2 separate regions of the Gossypium hirsutum genome follow, and region 2 is linked to region 1. Evidence: chromatin contacts called from public Hi-C data. All regions are on one chromosome and are shown on one strand. Each heading gives the region's core, a stretch centred on a gene start, on an enhancer-like site or on the middle of the called end of the contact. The rest is flanking DNA. Distances are from core to core; before and after follow the strand shown. Region 1 holds the start of LOC107962582 (calmodulin-binding receptor-like cytoplasmic kinase 3). Region 2 holds the start of LOC107962585.

Region 1 (3,704 bases), core at 176-2,675:
ATCAATAGTTGAATTCGTTTGTCGATCTAATTGATCAATTCAATTCGATTAATTATTAAAAATTTATAAAAATAAAAATATTAAAAATTTGGTTCAATTGATTTTTTTCCCAATTCAACCAATCTGTACCAATTCTCAAGTCAACTAGTTCAATGCCATTCTTTGAGCAGATATCTCAACTATTTCCTAATCCAATTGATCTGATCGACTAGTTTAATTTGTTTCAAACAACCTTGAGATTATTTTCAAAAGAATATCATTACTGAGAATGTAAAATTATGAGGTCAAAATCGATTAAGATTTAGCTTAAATGGTATTTGTAAGAGGACATGGATTCAAGGGCAGTTAAGCACATTATCCTCCTATTTATGGGTTAGGGAAGGATTATGAGTAATTTTAAGCATTGTTTAAAAAAGAATAGATATAATCAAAAACTATAATGATATATGATTTTGAAATTAAATATAATAGTAATAGGAGAAATTTTCATAAAAACTTTAAGAATGTTAGATAAATAAAAGGCAATAAATGTTGGGATATTAATAAATATACTCCATAAGAGTATATTTTCTTTCATTTAAGTACAAAATTAGTATAATAAATGAAGCAGTTCATTTATTGCTAAATATTGAGGTATGGCATCATCTAATGAAAGAATATTCCCAGCTCACAATTTCCCTTCACATAATTAGGACTTCCGCACTGTTTGGTATTTACAATTATTAGTATATCTATCACACAATCAATTTTCTTTTTTTTTATTGAAAGAATTTAAATATTTTCAAACAAAGCCGTTGATCACTAAAAGGTCAAAGTTGTCCAACTATTTTTTTATATTATTTTCTTCCTTATTATTATATTTTGGTGTCTTGATGAACAAATAGGTTCAATTGCACAATTAGTTATTAAATTATGGGTAAATTTTCATTTTGGTCACTTAACTAAATTATTCTAAGATTTTTATTTAAGTCACTAGATTGTTAAAATCAATGTTATATGGCTTTGTTTGTTTGTATTGTCTGCATCAATTGAAAGCTTTTTTTCCTTTCATTTTTTTATAATTTAGTTTTTGTCATGAAACAATTTTTAGATGTCACAAATCTGCGAATTAAATTTCAAACAGTTTTTTTTCGATCTCCAAAACTGATAATTAGATTGATTTGGATTTAAAGTAAGTTCTATTACTCATCGATGGGCATGATCCATTGTATCAACCATCGAATTGTCACTCAAAACTCACTAGCAAAACTTTTAAAAAAATTAATAACCTAATGACTTAAAAAAATCTTTCGAATAGTTCAGTAACTTAAATAAAATTTTTTAAATAATTCGATGATTAAAACAAAACTTACTCAAACTTTAACAACAAGTGATGTAATTGAACCAAAATAAATTGGGAGTAAAAAAGTACATGGATACAGCCATCGGTTACGTCAAAACTCAAAACAGCACACCATATTCCTTTGTTTCAAACAAAAGGGCCGGTCAGGTCTTTTCCTTGTTATTTCGCACGCTAAGCTGAAGCAACTCCCAACTCCAACAACAGCAATGATCTTCGTTTTCTTTCTCTTCTTCCTTAACTAGCCGCCCTTATCTGTCACTTTTCAGGTTTGGTCTTTCCTGTCTACTTCTTTCTTTTTCGATTCCTTCTTTTCTTTTCTTTTTTTCTTTTGTTGAGGTTTTTTTAGATGTTTTTGCTGTTGGGTTCTTTTCTTTTCATGATTTGGTGAATTGAGTCGTTTCACTTCATTTTATTGGTTATGGTTTTCTGGGGTTTTCAATTTCTCTCCTAGTACTTTTCAACTTTGATTCTTTTTTTCTTTTGTTCTTTTTCATATATATATATGTACTTCGTCAACTGGAAGTGACTTCGAATTTGATCACGAAGTTTGAAGCTTTGATTGAATTTTGCAGGGTTTGCTATTATGTTGGAGTTAACTGTTTAAAACACTTTTGGGAGGCTTTACATGAAAGGGTCAGCTTTGATATCTTATCAGGGTTTCAGGGATCATTGTTGATTCAGTCAACTCAACCGTGAAGACTTAGGTCAAAATTTGCAGTGGCCTTTTAAGAAAGAGAATTGAACGATTAGAAAAATCTCTTGAAGTCGTCTCCTTTGTTAATTTGGAGATGAAAAGTGAATTTCTTACCCAGTTTGAGTTTTTTTCTTTTTTTTGATTGTTGATATTAGATTTTGTTTATTGGGGTTTTACCTTGGTTACTGTGCATCATTAATACGCTGTATTGAGTATGGGCAACATTGAATGAAGTAATTAAGGTTCCAGGAGTTGATTTTGCTATGTTTCTCTCCTTTGATATTACTTGGATGCAACGCAGAATAAGTGATGCTTCATTTGTAGCTTAGATTTTTATGGTGTTTGAGAGCTAACTCATTGAGAATGGCTGCCTCTATGTTTGGTCTACTCTTGTTTATGCAATTATCAACATTCTTTGCCTCTGGGATCAAAGTAAAGTCGAAGATTTGTGGTGCGGATCACATAGCGTACTCGAATTTGTATGGTACTGAATTGTTTTATTTGAACGGCAATCAAGTAGATAAAGTTTTGTTCTGCAAGGTCCTACAGTTGCACTATGCAGATCATTGTGAGTTGGAAGGCTATAGTGGAGCCAATTGTGGTTTGGACGTTTCATTAGGTAACACGCATTGTTTCAGGTTTCTGATTTTGTACTTATGAAGTTTATTACATAATAGATATAAATTTCTTAGAATCTTTATCAGTGAATTTTGGTTTTGCCAGTTGATTTATCAGTAGGAGGAGGCCGAAAATTATTGCAAGAGCCGAAAAAAGAAGATGAGGGACCTGATGATGACCTGAAGGGGAAGAATAATGGAAAATATCCGGCCTCAACAAAAGTAGGGTTAGGAGCAGCAGCTGGAGTGTTGTTAACCTGTGTTTTTATTTGCCCCTGTCTTTACAGGAAAAAGAGAGCAACTGACCACACTGTTCTTTCAAAGGATGCAAATTCGAGTGAGTCTTTACTTTTATTACAATTTATAAACAACATAGCAGTGTTGTGAATGATGGTTCTGTTTCTGCAGTTGATTCAGCTGCCCCTTTAGAAATGAGTATTCATTCTCTTCCCGAGAAGGTTCCGGCCAGCCCACTTAGGATACCACCTAGTCCTTCAAGATTCTCAATGTCTCCACAACTCAATAGAATCAGGTCAGTGCATCTCAATATGACCCAGGTGGCCAGAGCTACCCGTAATTTCTCTTCCGCTCTAAAGATAGGCGAAGGAGGGTTTGGAACTGTTTACAAGGCCCAGCTAGATTCTGGCCAGATAGTTGCCATTAAACGAGCAAAAAAGGTAAGTAAATATGCTTACCTATATTTATTTCTATAACATTTCTCCCAATCGTTTTCTGTTTTATTAGCAAAATTTGTGTTATATATGGGATGACGAGTAAATCATTGCACTCAAGTTAGAATCATTACATTTACAAAACAGAATGTTCAGATTGTTAACAGATATTAACTGTCTGCATATTAGAGATCCACAGGATTCTCCTATTGGATGTGTTCCTACATAAGAGTGCCACATATAAAAGTAGATGGGGATAAAATATGTTTATTTTCAGATTCCGATGACTTACTCTCTTTTGACATGCATTCTTTAGCATGTTAGTTTAAGACAGAATTGCAGAAGCATCTTAGATTTCATGGTCTAATAATTTGTAGGGA
Region 2 (4,284 bases), core at 171-2,670, 150 kb before region 1:
GGAAAAGAGAAGAAGCTAAAGGGTAAGTTCTCCCCAAATACCCTTCTATAATATGCTCCTATGACGCTAAGACTATGGTCCAAAGTAGTGGAGCCTTAATCTCCTCACAGCGCACAAATCAGAACTTCCCACTTGAATGCCAGCCATAAGCAAGCTAATTCAACCAAACAACACTAAAACGTCCCCTTGATAATATTGCATTCAATGCATAAGTCACGCTGGCCTTATGCACATTTTACTATAATGGCGAATTAAGCAACACCAGAAACAGTGCATAGTAAATCCCTTCTAATAATGAAAATAACTAATCTAATGTTCCACAATTGTAGAAAAGGTCAAGTACTGCAAATAATGGAGGAAGCTGCCTCAAATAACAAAACAAATAAGCCTAGTCTATTCTGCATTTGACCTTCCTTGCTACTACAACAGATTATAGATGTGATTAACTTAATACTTTGGAGAACTAATTAAAATCCCTAGCTTAAAACCTAACTAGGTGTTAACAATAATTAAGTAAAACAAATGCAATATACAGAAAATTTAGTTTTGAAGAGATTAAAAGGTTTTAAAAGAAAGTACCGTTATGTAAAGAGAGAGGAAAATCATTCCAGAGCTCTGGTCGGTTGGAAATTTCTTTAACAAATTTAATCACCTCATCGGTAATTCCCGGCACTCCGTCATCGTAATCTTCATCGTCATCATCCTCATCATGACCACCATGATCATCTTGATCCGGGAACTGTAATAAACTCGAAGCGAATCTAGAGATCTCCGTCACCGCTCTGTTACTTGATAATAACGAAAGCCCGCTCTTGAAGCTGCCACCGATCTCCGCCAAATCGTTGCGGATCCCCAGGAGCTTATCTGACTGCGGCTCTTGTACTTGTTCCTGTTCTAGCCCTCGCTCGGAGGCATTGATGGAAGGCGGCGAAGGAGGCGGTGCTAAGAACGCAGCGACTCCACGTAGTTGGCGGCCTATAGTCTCCCCGATGAGAGAAAGATCGTCCTTGACGCCGCCGTTTAGGTTGGTGGGACTGTGATCTGGTGAAGGCGTGGGCGAACGAGGAACTTCGGATTGGAGAGACTTCAACAGCCAAGACATTATGGAAGATTAGTATTATAATTATTACTTTTTTACAGTTAGCTGAAATTTGAGAGAGAAAAAGAGCATAAAGTTCAGCTTTGCTCCCTCTTTCTAGAAATTTATTTTTTCTTTTGTTTATAATAAATAAAATTAATTTAAAAAAGAAAAAGAGTTGAAGTTGAAGAAGTGAGGGCAGTGGCGGTGGCGGTGGCTGTGGCGGTGTTTTAGCGTTAGTTGGCGGAGAGGAGAGGCTTTAATTTATCTATCCATTGCTTTGTTTGTTAGTTTTTTGCCTTTTTCTGGACACTCGTCTATTTAATTTTCCCTTCATCGCTTTCCCTATTTTCTTTTTTATATTTATTGGATTTAACATAACATTACCATATCTCCACACGTCACTGTTTCTTGCCGTTTTTGCTCTTCTCCCATCAAGTTAATCAAAATCGTATTGGTATACATGTACTTTCTTTTACTAAAATAGGTATTTTCCATTTTAATGCATGTCTTTTCATTTTCAAATATATAATTCGTCAATAAACTTTTATCACAATAGTAAAAATATTATGTTGTAGGTATAAATGCTTGAGTAAAACTTATTTAAAAGACTTTAAAGAAGTTTGAATAGAGCTGCTAGGAGGTTTTCATGTGCTTGGTAAGATACATTTAGAGTTCTTGATAATAATAAAGCCGTGGCCTTCGCTGGTGGAGAGGAGAGAGTTTGAGGCTTATTGTGGGTTTTATTGAACAAATGCCCTATCACTTAGGTCCTATTGATAGGGTGGTGGTTGATCAGATTAAAGGAATGTTCAAATTAAATTAATGTGACCCCATTAAGATCAGAGTTTTGTTTTTTAGTGTTGCCATCGAAAAGTGATGGAGGGACTAGTGTTGGTCTTCCTAATAGATTTTTTAAGATTCGATAGGTCCTTTCTCATTGAAACATTTCATTTTGGCAAAGTGGGAATGCAAATGAAGGTCACTTAGTAAGGTTTTCGAGTTTTAATTTCCAATAGGGAGAACTAAATAGAAATCTTCTTCTAATTAAGAGAACTAAAGAGATTGCTATTGGTTGTTTGCTCTTCAACTTATGACAAATTTACCTAGTGCAAATGTTTTCACGTGGTAAAAAAAAGTGAGGGAACCTCAATAGGGAGAACTAATGGAGTTGAGCAAGATCAAAGAGATCATTTTCCTTTTCTGTCCTTAGCTTTTCATCCTTTATTAGACTTTTCTATTTCTCACTAGGATAGTTTTTTCACTTTATTTGCAATGCCATCAGCCATAATGATGTGAAGGAACATATTAGCTCGCTATTCTTGAGGATGATCTCTATATGAATCCCATCTTCTCTCCTAAATGGAACATTCAAATTTACTTAGTGTCCATAAACTTAGTGTCCATGAAGTGTTTCTTAAGAGATTCGTTGTCGTTCATCAATAATTCAATACTTCAAACCTTTTAGGCTTTTATCCAATGGTCTTCATGCCATTGTCTTCCCAATGACTAGTGGATTGCTTTATGAAACTTCTCTAATGTCATTTTTCAAATGACCATTTCAATAGCATTTTGAGATGAAAGCAATTTTCATGCCTTGCTCTTTATCTTTGTGAAATAGGCTCTTCGCCTTAGTCTCCCCCTTTTCCATGGATTTGGTAGCATAGGATCCCTTCCTTTTTAATTTTTCGTAAGATTTTTTTAGTGATGTATTGAGTGGGGTGTAGCTAAAGATGGAATCAAAGATCTCCTTTCAAGTTTTCGGGTCAGTGTCCTTAGTAGAGGGATCTACAATATTGTCGACCCCTCAGATCCAAACCATTTTGGGCATAAAATTTTGATCGTAGTGTAAGATGGTCCTTGTTTGTAACACCTCTAACCCGTATCTATTGCTGGAATAAGGTTATGGAATATTACCAAAATTTACAAATTAAATGACAAACATTTCATATCATCTAGCATTCATACCAGAAACCAATCAAAACTAATCATATTGTCCCTTATACGAGCCCTCGAGGCTCAAAATACACATTGGAAATAAGTCGGCACTAAATCGGGGATTCAAAGAATTTTTCAAAAAATATTAAAATTTTTTAAAGATACAGGAGGCATATGTTCATGTGGTCAGGCCGTGTGACTCACACGGTCAAGAGACACACCCATGTCTCAGGCCGTGTGGAAATTTGAAATAGGGGCACATAGCTATGTCCTAGCTCGTGTCCATACCCGTGTAACTCTCTGACTTGGGTCACACAGCCAAGCCACACGCCCGTGTGCTAGGCCGTGTGAGCAGACTGACTTGCAATTTAAATAAGATGCAGGGGACACAGCCGTGTCACTGACACACGGCTAAGAGACATGCTCGTGTCTCTACTTGTGTAGACAAAAATAGGTCATTTTCTAAGCCACATTTTTCACCCAAATTGACATCAACCTAACTCAACATTTTTACACAACAATAAGTCATAACAAGGCATTCAAATCAAGCTAAAATCAAATCTCAAACATAAAATATCGTCACATATATTCAAGTATCTAAACTTACCTAATTGACCAAATACACATATATGCATATTTTTACCAATCATACCTAATTAAACCAAGTCTCAATATACCTATAATTTTCCATCATTCAGCCATTCCAAACACACACCAAACATGATAAGTTTACTTATATATACATCAAAATATACCAATCACAAGCCATACAAATGGCTAATTTCACAAAACACTTATATGCCAACATTGGCCAAAATAACCTATACATGTCATTATAACCATAATTAATTTACTGAAGGTACCAAAAGGGCCGATGGATAGTGTGAAGTTGCTCCGACCAACTTCCAACCAAAATGAGCTTCTGAATTACTATAAAACATGAAAAATAACACAGAGTAAGCATTTAAGCTTGATAAGTTCGTATAACATGGAATTTAACTTACCATTTAATAACATTTAAGGTAAGCATACATGATATTTCCAAATCAATTTGGCAAAAAGCCTAAACACATATCCTCATTATGTTAGCCATGTAATACATATAATAACCCATAAACATGGATGAACAAAGTCATCAGGCAAGTTCTATATATGTATCATCATTCATCTCTTACTTCACTATATCATGTAATGTCATTTTCACGTATTCAAATATATACCCATAATAATTTGTTTCAAACTCATATTGTCTCATATCAAAACTTTGC

Evidence for each region. A called contact is a pair of places that touch in the nucleus more often than the background predicts.
Region 2: a contact with region 1 is called in a Hi-C map of leaf, with 1.7 times the contacts expected there. The contact joins the promoter of LOC107962585 here to the promoter of LOC107962582 in region 1. A contact is called at or near these places in 2 of 34 Hi-C or Micro-C datasets (hypocotyl and leaf).

The regions. Positions count from the first base shown.
Region 1 is chrA06:9,609,486-9,613,189 of Gossypium_hirsutum_v2.1, reverse strand. It overlaps LOC107962582 (calmodulin-binding receptor-like cytoplasmic kinase 3), which reads left to right and starts at 1,425. Exons shown (of 8, transcript XM_016899028.2): 1 at 1,425-1,608; 2 at 1,915-2,655; 3 at 2,760-2,990; 4 at 3,062-3,330. The coding sequence starts at 2,400.
Region 2 is chrA06:9,759,683-9,763,966 of Gossypium_hirsutum_v2.1, reverse strand. It overlaps LOC107962585, which reads right to left and starts at 1,420. Exons shown (of 3, transcript XM_016899033.2): 1 at 580-1,420. The coding sequence starts at 1,102.